Regions from separate parts of the Mus musculus genome. Here regions 1 and 2 are each linked to region 3. A link is a contact called in public ChIA-PET data. All regions are on one chromosome and are shown on one strand. Each heading gives the region's core, a stretch centred on a gene start, on an enhancer-like site or on the middle of the called end of the contact. The rest is flanking DNA. Distances are from core to core; before and after follow the strand shown.

Evidence for each region. ChIA-PET counts read pairs in DNA pulled down with a chosen protein or histone mark.
Region 1: a contact with region 3 is called in an RNA polymerase II ChIA-PET map of memory CD8 T cells, with 209 read pairs. The contact joins the enhancer-like site here to the promoter of Vps26c in region 3. A contact is called at or near these places in 2 of 484 Hi-C or Micro-C datasets (cerebellum and uterus), 9 of 115 datasets of contacts at active chromatin or transcription factors (bone marrow-derived macrophages, effector CD8 T cells, embryonic forebrain and 5 more) and 3 of 9 other capture datasets (adipose tissue, embryonic stem cells and liver).
Region 2: an RNA polymerase II ChIA-PET map of memory CD8 T cells shows a contact between it and region 3, with 2.6 times the contacts expected there. The contact joins the enhancer-like site here to the promoter of Vps26c in region 3. A contact is called at or near these places in 3 of 39 promoter capture datasets (embryonic stem cells, hippocampal neurons and macrophages), 2 of 484 Hi-C or Micro-C datasets (myocytes and nephron progenitors), 8 of 115 datasets of contacts at active chromatin or transcription factors (bone marrow-derived macrophages, effector CD8 T cells, embryonic stem cells and 4 more) and 3 of 9 other capture datasets (adipose tissue, liver and pancreatic islet).

The regions. Positions count from the first base shown.
Region 1 is chr16:94,685,801-94,688,641 of GRCm38.p6, forward strand. It overlaps Dyrk1a (dual-specificity tyrosine-(Y)-phosphorylation regulated kinase 1a), which reads left to right. Exons shown (of 12, transcript NM_007890.2): 11 at 679-803. Among named protein-coding and RNA genes, the nearest start is that of Gm41504, 27 kb to the right of the region's middle. Within about 2 kb of position 1,426, at least 14 of the 459 cell types and tissues checked have an H3K27ac peak or open chromatin away from gene starts, as enhancers often do. A contact at or near this core is called in memory CD8 T cells, where this site is marked.
Region 2 is chr16:94,658,869-94,661,815 of GRCm38.p6, forward strand. Dyrk1a (dual-specificity tyrosine-(Y)-phosphorylation regulated kinase 1a) reads left to right here. Exons shown (of 12, transcript NM_007890.2): 3 at 629-825. Among named protein-coding and RNA genes, the nearest start is that of Gm41504, 54 kb to the right of the region's middle. Within about 2 kb of position 1,578, at least 25 of the 459 cell types and tissues checked have an H3K27ac peak or open chromatin away from gene starts, as enhancers often do. A contact at or near this core is called in effector CD8 T cells and memory CD8 T cells, where this site is marked.
Region 3 is chr16:94,525,203-94,528,075 of GRCm38.p6, forward strand. It overlaps Vps26c (VPS26 endosomal protein sorting factor C), which reads right to left and starts at 1,427. Exons shown (of 8, transcript NM_007834.3): 1 at 1,136-1,427. The coding sequence starts at 1,192.

The DNA.
Region 1 (2,841 bases), core at 176-2,675, 160 kb after region 3:
CTCTGAATTCAGTACCCTCAAACACACCTCCCCACCTGTATGGTTAGTAGCAAATTTAATTGTCAGATGTGTTCGTTATAATTGTCTGCCTGACAGTTAGAAACAAAGCTACTTATAGCCAAAAATTTAAATGGTTTTAAATGGAGTTATTTTTCCACGTCCTTAAGTTTTTACTTGACTGAGGAGAACCTGGCTGTATTAGCAGTTGATGTGGGAAGACATCTAAGACTCCAATTACTTTGTGGTATATTTCAAGTTAATACCATAGCTTGAAAGTTTTATGTGTCTGTATATGTGTTAAGTAGTGCATATACCTAACCGTGCATATGTGTGCACCTAAGGTCACATGTGGGTCTTGACACTGTGTCTTCCCTCACTGTCTTCCTTATTACTTGGAAATAAGAGTCCCAGTGCCCCAGAGGCCTGCTGTTGTATCCAGGCTGCCTGCCTGGCTAGTGAGGTCTTGGGATTGGCACTCCCTCACCCAAGTCCCGGGGTTCAGTCAGCCCAGGATTTTATACAGAGGCTGGAGATGCACACACAGTCCTAGCTCTGCTCCTGCTCTTACTGCGTACTCTCTCTACCCCATGCTTGAGTGGGTACAATGCAGTCTTAGAGTTCTAACTCGAGCAAAATTAGCTTTAAACTCACAAGTTTTTCCATGTCCTGATATTAAAGGTGGATCCTCGGGAACGAGTAACAGTGGGAGAGCCAGGTCGGATCCGACGCACCAGCATCGACACAGCGGTGGACACTTCGCTGCTGCTGTCCAGGCCATGGACTGTGAGACACACAGTCCCCAGGTGAGTGTTCCTAGTGCTCCTGCCATGGCCTTGCTAGCTTTAGCTTTGTTGGATGCCAGTCAGGACGACCATGTCTGTGTCCTCTTTTCTAAAGGTGTGTGGTATCCTCACTGCTTAGGAAATAAAAACTCCACTCCTTGTTAGAAATGAGAGCATGTGTTGGGTACACACACCACCGTCTTTCTAGCCATCTACTCCAGGTTTATTTTTCATTTGCCACAGCAGTTTCCTCCCTGCCTCTCAGTGGGTGCCGAGACCTCTAGATGCACTAATTCTCTGTGAGCTGTGCAGTCTGGGCCCTACGTTACTTCTTGTGGCCTCCAGCATTCCCACCCTGATTCTGAATCAGTTTGTGTTGGATTTTTAAACTTGTAATATTAAAGTAATTTTTAAAGTTAGTGTAGAACATGTGGTAGGATAGAAATGTGGAGATGCCATCCTAGCTATATTTCATTGCTGTGGTAATACCCAGACAGAAGCAGTGTAAGGATGACAGGGTATACTCTGGCTCACAGTTCAAAAGGAAATGATACCTTGTGTCAGGGAAGATGGGATGGCAGGCAGGGAAAAGCAGAGTGGTAGGGTCAGGAGGCCTCTGCATTTAAGAAACAGGAAATGGGTGGGGCTGTGCTGAGCTATAGAGCCTCAAGGCCTACTCTATAAGCCAGCCTCCTGCAGTAGGGCCTTCACCCCTGCCCCTGGCTGCCAGCTGGGGACCAAGTATTCAAGCACAGGAGGAAGGTGTTTACTGTTTAGACAAAACCATAAGACCTCAGTGAGACATTTCCTCTGCGTTGTGGGCTACATTTTGGCTCTGAGCGTGCCAATCGGTTATTTGATAGAGTAAGGAAAACCTGAGCTAGATTGGTGCTCATTCCTTAATTGTGACTGGGCCACTTGGTTTTGCTGGAGAAATTGTCACATTGTTCTGTCCTCACTGTTAGTATTCACCAGTCTCAGGCGGCCATCCTCAGAGGACCCCTTCTCCTTCCTATTGTCTGTGAATTACTTCCAACTTGTCCACTCGTAGGCAGAGGCCTGTGACTCTCTCTTCTGTGTGCAATCTTCAGACTGCACTGCTGTAGACGGGCTTTCTCACAGCTCGCCTCTCTCTGCTTTCACTGGGCTTCTTGTTGAAGGCCAGGCCCATGTCTCCTGTCTTCATGGGCTCTGGCTCCTTCTGTTGAACAGCACTGAGTCTTTGATCGTTCTAGCCTGTGGTAACTCTCCCTCACCACACTGTCATTCCTAGAGTTTCACACTTGTCTTCAGCAGCCCAGCAGCTCAGTGCACCTAACTCCTGGTCCCAGTTGCAGGCCCTGTGTCAGCCACAGTCCTCACTGATAGTCCAGAGGACTCCCCTGTTTTCCTTTGTCGTTGCCTGGTAGTATTTGGCAGGGTTGACTTAATCCACATACACTGAATTACCTCTGGTTTCTTTGGCAGCATGTGTCTGGTTCTCCATTTCTTTGTTCCCCCTCCCTTAACTGTCTTTTGGGGGGCAGTGTTCCTGTCCACCATGCCTTGAGATGACCTCACATGCTTTCTGCTTGGTCTCACCCCTTACTGCCAGTCATTACAGTCACCATTTTTAAAGCATTCCTTCCTACTTACCTCTGACTACACTGACCTCTGGGTTGTGTTGGGCTTACTGTAAATGCCATTCTGCAAGTTTGAGCAGTAAGAAGACTCTTAACTGTACCTGTTGCTTTGTAACAATGGTCCTATTTTCACTTACTTACTGTCATAGATTCAGGTCCAGGATGTTAGTCTCCAGGTTAGTGAGGTGTGAATTCTGATTTTATGTATATATAATTAGCCCTTCCACTGCAGGAACCATGTGTGTCCTGTCTTCCACTAAAGCACACTCTTTCCTGTGCCCTGACTAAGTGCTTATCAGCCTGAGGAAACTCTGCAGATGCTTGAACCTCGCTACTCCAGGCTAGTTTATTTCCCCTGCTTTTCATAGCCCTTGTTTCCCTTGTACCTGGACCTAACTAACGTGTAGAACCTCTTGTCTTTGTGCTCTGCCCCTACC
Region 2 (2,947 bases), core at 328-2,827, 130 kb after region 3:
CAGTTAGGTATTTGAGTATCTCTTTGCTCAGCTCTTGGGTAGCCAGTGATGCTAGTTGCTAGCACTGTGCTTTCTCCGATTTGTACTTGAGGACCCAATTAGTTGGCAAGGCTCTTCCCAAGAATTCATACTATATGACTTAGGGTTCTTGAATGTTGAGAATTTCATGTGTGAAAATAAGTATTAAAACTTGTTACTTTTGGATTGGTGAGATGACTCAGTGGTGCCAAATCTGATGGCATGAGTTTGAACCCTAGACTCACATGGCACAAGGAGAGAACCTGACCTCTGTAGGTTGCCTTCTACTCCCTGGGTACACTGGGCACAGGCATGCACAACCACAAAGGGAAAACAGTAAATAAGTGTAATATTTAAGTTGCTACTGCTTGTTATAAAAAGCTTTTTAGAGGATTTTCTCAAAAGAAATTTATACTCATTTTTAATCCATGTTTTCTACTATTTTACATATATAACATAGCTATTATGTTGAATGACCATACTTTTTGGTCATTACTAAGGCTTTTAATATTATTGAATTTTGTAAAGCACTAGTTTAAGTGGCTAAGGTACATCTGATGACACGTATGTCAGGCTGTGAGCACTATCTGAACTTGCTGTGTGTTCCCAGGAGGAGAGACTTCAGCATGCAAACCTTCATCTGTCCGGCTTGCACCGTCGTTCTCATTCCATGCTGCTGGCCTTCAGATGGCTGCACAGATGCCCCACTCACACCAGTACAGTGACCGTCGCCAGCCGAGCATAAGTGACCAGCAGGTGTCTGCCTTACCATATTCTGACCAGATTCAGCAACCTCTAACTAACCAGGTAATTTCATTATTATCAGAAATGATGTTGAAATTACAACTTAGCCCTTTGAAAATACTAGATTAGTAAAACAGCTTCAGTTTTACATGCTAAGTAGAAATATCTGTAGACAAAACATGATGCTCAGAAGTTTTATTTAAGTTTGCTGATTCTCCCCACCCCTTGAACATGAGTGTTTCATTTCATTGAAAGATACTCATTCTGGAATAAAGAAATTATTTTTAAAGAAGAAATGTTTAAAATAAGAAAACATTTGTGGGAAGTCATAGGAAAGTAAGAATCACTACTAATTTAGTGTAAAAAATCTGCATTTGTAAAATTACAGAGGAAAGACTCAAAGGAGAATATGTAAATATTAAGCATGCTATTTATTCTAATATTCAGACTACAGATTGACCAATTTTTCATAAATTGAGGATCTAGAAAGAATGCTGAAATCTCTGTGAACACATTAAACGCATACCTGTGGGTAAGCCTTACAGGCTTGAATTCACCCTGCCCGACCGTAGCCGCTGTTTTGGGGCAGTCTACTCACTGGTCATGTTGTGTTGTCGTTGTGCTGAGTAAGGAACACAACTGTTGTGAACAGATTTAGGATTTGGTTGGCATGGCTTTCTCAGATCCCTGAGTATAGCAAGTGGTTCCTACGCGGATGAGTTAGGTGAGATGTGCTTTCTCTTCTCGAGCAGCTTGTGGTGGCAATGAGTAGTTGGCTGTGGTTGCATGTCTGTGGTGTGGGCATCCTTTGCCAGAGGCCTCTCGCAGTACGCTTGCAAAGCACCGAGTGTGAACAGCAGCATTGTGACAGGGTTTAGAGTTGGTTTCAGGCAGTCAGCTGCTTTAGAAGTTAAGTCCATGTGTTAGAATTGAAGTCGTTCATCAGCACTGCTGTTCAAGTTTAGAAAGCTCTTGCTCATGTCCCAGAGAGAAACAGAAAGTGAGGGAAGTACAGAGTACACGGTCAACCTGAAGTGTGCGCCGAAGAACCAGGGTGCTCAGGGCTAGTCTCCCACTTGCTTCAAATCAGTGGGTCACACAGACATTGCTTTCAATACACTTTCAGTTGAAGAGACAGAATTTCCGTTTTTGACTTCTTGATGTATGTGCATGGTGGTAGGCTTTAGAGTCCAGTCCTGTGTGCTTCCTGTTTAGATGCAGCACTCTTGGATTTATATCGGTCGTCATTTACAGAGAGTCAGAAAAAAATTCCTATAACATTATTTTTTATCCATATATCATGATTGTTTATAATCTACTTAGCAGAGTATCTGTTTTCATATTCAGCTTACATCTTTAATCATTTAAAATATATTTTATTATTTCTGATTTAAGCCATAAAATACTTTTAAAGATTCATGTGATGTAAAAAGACTATTAAGTAGAGGCGAGGAGTATTGCACATGCTTTTAGTCCCAGCATTTGGGATGCAGAGGCAAGCAGATCTCTAAGTCTGAGCCCAGCTTTGTCTACATAGTGAGTTCTAAAACAGCCAGGACTACAAGAACATACACAAAAGCTTATTAATAAATAATTCAGTATTCCTTTCAAAGTCCAGAAGCTTCTGAATCTAATGAAGAAGGTAGATTCTTTAGGACTAATGTGGGGTGGCTTACCAAGAGGTATATAATGGGCTCAAGATCTGCTTGCAGGACTAGAGTTAAATACACACGGACACCTCATGTCTGACAGGTTCTTGAATGTGAAATTAGGACCTAATTCTAGACCTTCTTAGATATCTTCTAGCTGTCATCTTCTGTAAATTTCATAATGTGATTCATATGCTTCTTATCATTTTGCCACAAAATGAATCTTATTGTGCAATTACCTTGAAAGGAACAAAGTTAAGATTTATTTCTAGTCATTAATTTTTCTCATGAGTATGTTGGGTATAAAATATAAAAGGTTATATTTGAAAATGAAAATTAGAATAAAACTGAGCAGAGATGAGTGTCCCTCACATTGGATCCTAGAGCTGTAGGCTAGCCCAGCCCGCATGCTATCCTTTGGCATCCTGAGCTACAGCAGTGCCCTGAATGTCATTGTAAGTGCTGTTCTGTCCACCTCTTGCTTGCTCTGAGAAAAGCAGAAAGGCAGAAAATGCTCTCTGTTCCTTATGGATGGA
Region 3 (2,873 bases), core at 177-2,676:
CAACAATTTTACTGACTTACCATTTAAAACGATTTATTTCAAATTATGTTATACACTGTGTCTGTGAGTGCAGTCCAATCAGACCAGAAGTGTGAGATTCCCTGCAGTTGGGAGTTACAGGGAGTTGTGAATGGTCTGACATGGCAGCTGAGAACTGGACCCTCCGAAGATCAGTGGATTCATCTCTCCAGCCCTTATCTTATGGCCCCTGGGCTCGTATCAAACTCAATATGCAGCTAAGGATGATCATAATGTTCTGACCCTGTCTTAAGTGGTAAGATTACAGACACCCACCACCACGTCTGATTTTATGCGGTACTGGCAACTATTTTACAATCTGAGCCACTTCCCCTGGCCTCCAATTGCTTTTCATGAAACTGACAGCTTTAATATGGCAGTGGTTTGACAGTGTGCCTCAACTGAGGCAGGATAGATCGTTTCCTTTATGAACTAACTAAATACTTTCGCAGTGATCTAGCATAAGTGAGTTTCCACTTTCTTAGTGCATCTTGCCAGAGTACAGTCGCTTTTATAAGGGGTGATGGCAACTTGGTGTTTGGGATTTTGTTTTGTGGGGGAGGGGTCTTTGAATGATGTCTACTAGACAAATCACGAATATAGCTTCCTGTGTGGTGAGGATGGAAGTGGGGTGGCTCACTGGAATCTTTTTAAAATAATCAGGTTTCTAGCCTTTAGCGTCCATTTAAGATGTTCACCTGGGATGTTTTTCCCTTTCAACACCACGCTGCATTTGTATCCACTGAACTGTGTGCAGAAGCTAGCTGTGACTCCACGGCTGCTGTGCTGGTGTCTCCGGAGGTAGAGACAGGGCGATTGCATTCTACAACTAGGGTAATGGATCCTGCCGCGGTGAGAGGCTTACAAGAGAACTCTGCTTTAGGATTGACCACAGCCTGGAGCACACATGTCTGTTCTGAAAGCTCTTCTGCAGAAAGGGGCGTTTGTCATCTGCTCTTCACCCCCAGAGCGACAGCTCGAGCCCGCCGCCCGCCCGCCTGCCGCCGGCCCCCAGCCCCACACTGGACAGGACCGCAGGGCACGCCCATCTAGCGTCGGGGCCGCGCGAGCCGTGCTGGAGACCGCAGAGCTTGAAGCCCAACACCCCTCCACTTACCCCGGCGTGATACACTTTATTCGCTCTTTTAATCTTGATGTCCAGAGTGGTCCCCATCTCAGATTATCCGCAAAGGCCGCAACTTCCGGCCACTCGTGACCCGGTTGCCCCGCCCCCTACGAACCCGCCCCTCCGGCGCCTTCCGCAGTGGTGGCACGTGACCGGCTTTCGCGCCACACCTCACACACCTCCCTCCTTCGGGCACAGGGCGTGGCTTAGCGCGGACAGGGGCACGAAACCCACACGCGCGCGCGCGCGCGCGCGCGAACACACACACACACACTTCCGGAACGCGGGAGTGTGCTCTCTGTTCTCCCGGCGTGCCCCGCGGCGGGGGCGAGGCCGCTTCGCAGCGTTTTTTTTACACAGGAAGGCTGCCTTCCCGTCGGGCTGTGCGGCGCGAAAGGCTGCGTTTCGGAGGTGGGTTTCCGGAAGTGATAGCAGGAACGTGTCCCCTCCTGTCATCCGCTTCCTCCATCCCTGTAGCCGCGTCTGCTGCCAGATGTTCTGAGGCGCCACCGCCAGTATCCTCCGGGCGGACGAGTCCGTGCCAACCGCAGGGGCGTGGCCCCGCGCTTGCGACCTGCTGGGCGCTGATTGGTGGAGGGCCGCAGCTACGCCCCCTCAGGCCACGCCCACGACGCAGAGCCAAGGTTTCGGGAAGCGCGAGGTGACCTCGCTCTGCGGCTGCTCGCGGCTCCGCGGCCGCGGAGGCTTCTGGGTACTCCCCAGGCGCCAGCTCTGGAAGTGGTCTTGGTGTTCTGTGGGGTATCCGGGCGGGCGGGCGCGCGAGCGGGAAGGTTGGAGTCGAAGCGGAAACGGACCTGCGTACCCCTTTCTCCCTCCAGCAGCCTGCCGCAGTGGACGCCGAACTTTAGGGGGGATATTGCGGTTAGCCAGCATGCTAGTTACTGAATTGTGTAAACTGACTCTTCCGATAAGCAAGTCAAATCTTGATGTTTTTGTTACGTAAAATGATGTGAAGAAATGGTATTTGTTGAATTCCTTGATTATTATTTTCTTAAATATATATCACTTTTAGGATAACAAATTTCTCTGTAAAGTGGTTTCGTGAATGACTCTAGGTGTTTTGAAGCCGAGAACGATGTACGACGGCTGCAATTGCTTTTGAAGGTTAAGATAAAATGTTTCTCAGTATCCACAGCTCTATTTTCAGCTCCCATCTCTACCCTTAGGACTTACCCGTGTGACCTACAGACTTTCCTAGCAATTCTAAAAAAATCATGTGGGACACAGCTTAGATATTTGGAAGACACAAATTCAGTGCAGGAAAGAAAAAGAAAAGCCTTTCCTTCCATATATGGCTTTACAGAGTCTTGTTCCTCCAGGGACGATGTACCTGATTTCCTCTTTGAAAATTGCACACATGGTTAAGGAAGGCTGGTCTACTGTGAAGAGCGCTCCTTCCAGGAACTACCAGTGTTTATTGAGTGCAAAGGCCGTCCTACAAGAATCAAAAGTCCACTTTCCACAAACACTGTTCTTTTAAAGTCTTTCCATCCCTTAATCTCATGTTAAATAAGTTTGATTTTGTCACTTTAAGCTACTGAATATCAGACTGTCAAATTGACAGTCTTGTGGCTCAAGTGGGACACTAGGTCTTTTGTGAGGGTAATAAATGGAAGTTGTGGTTCTGGTGTGGAAGTAAGGTGAGCATCCCAATAGAGAACAGCTGGAGTTCTCAGAGTTGATCCCTGCTTTTCTGCATACTGCGGTG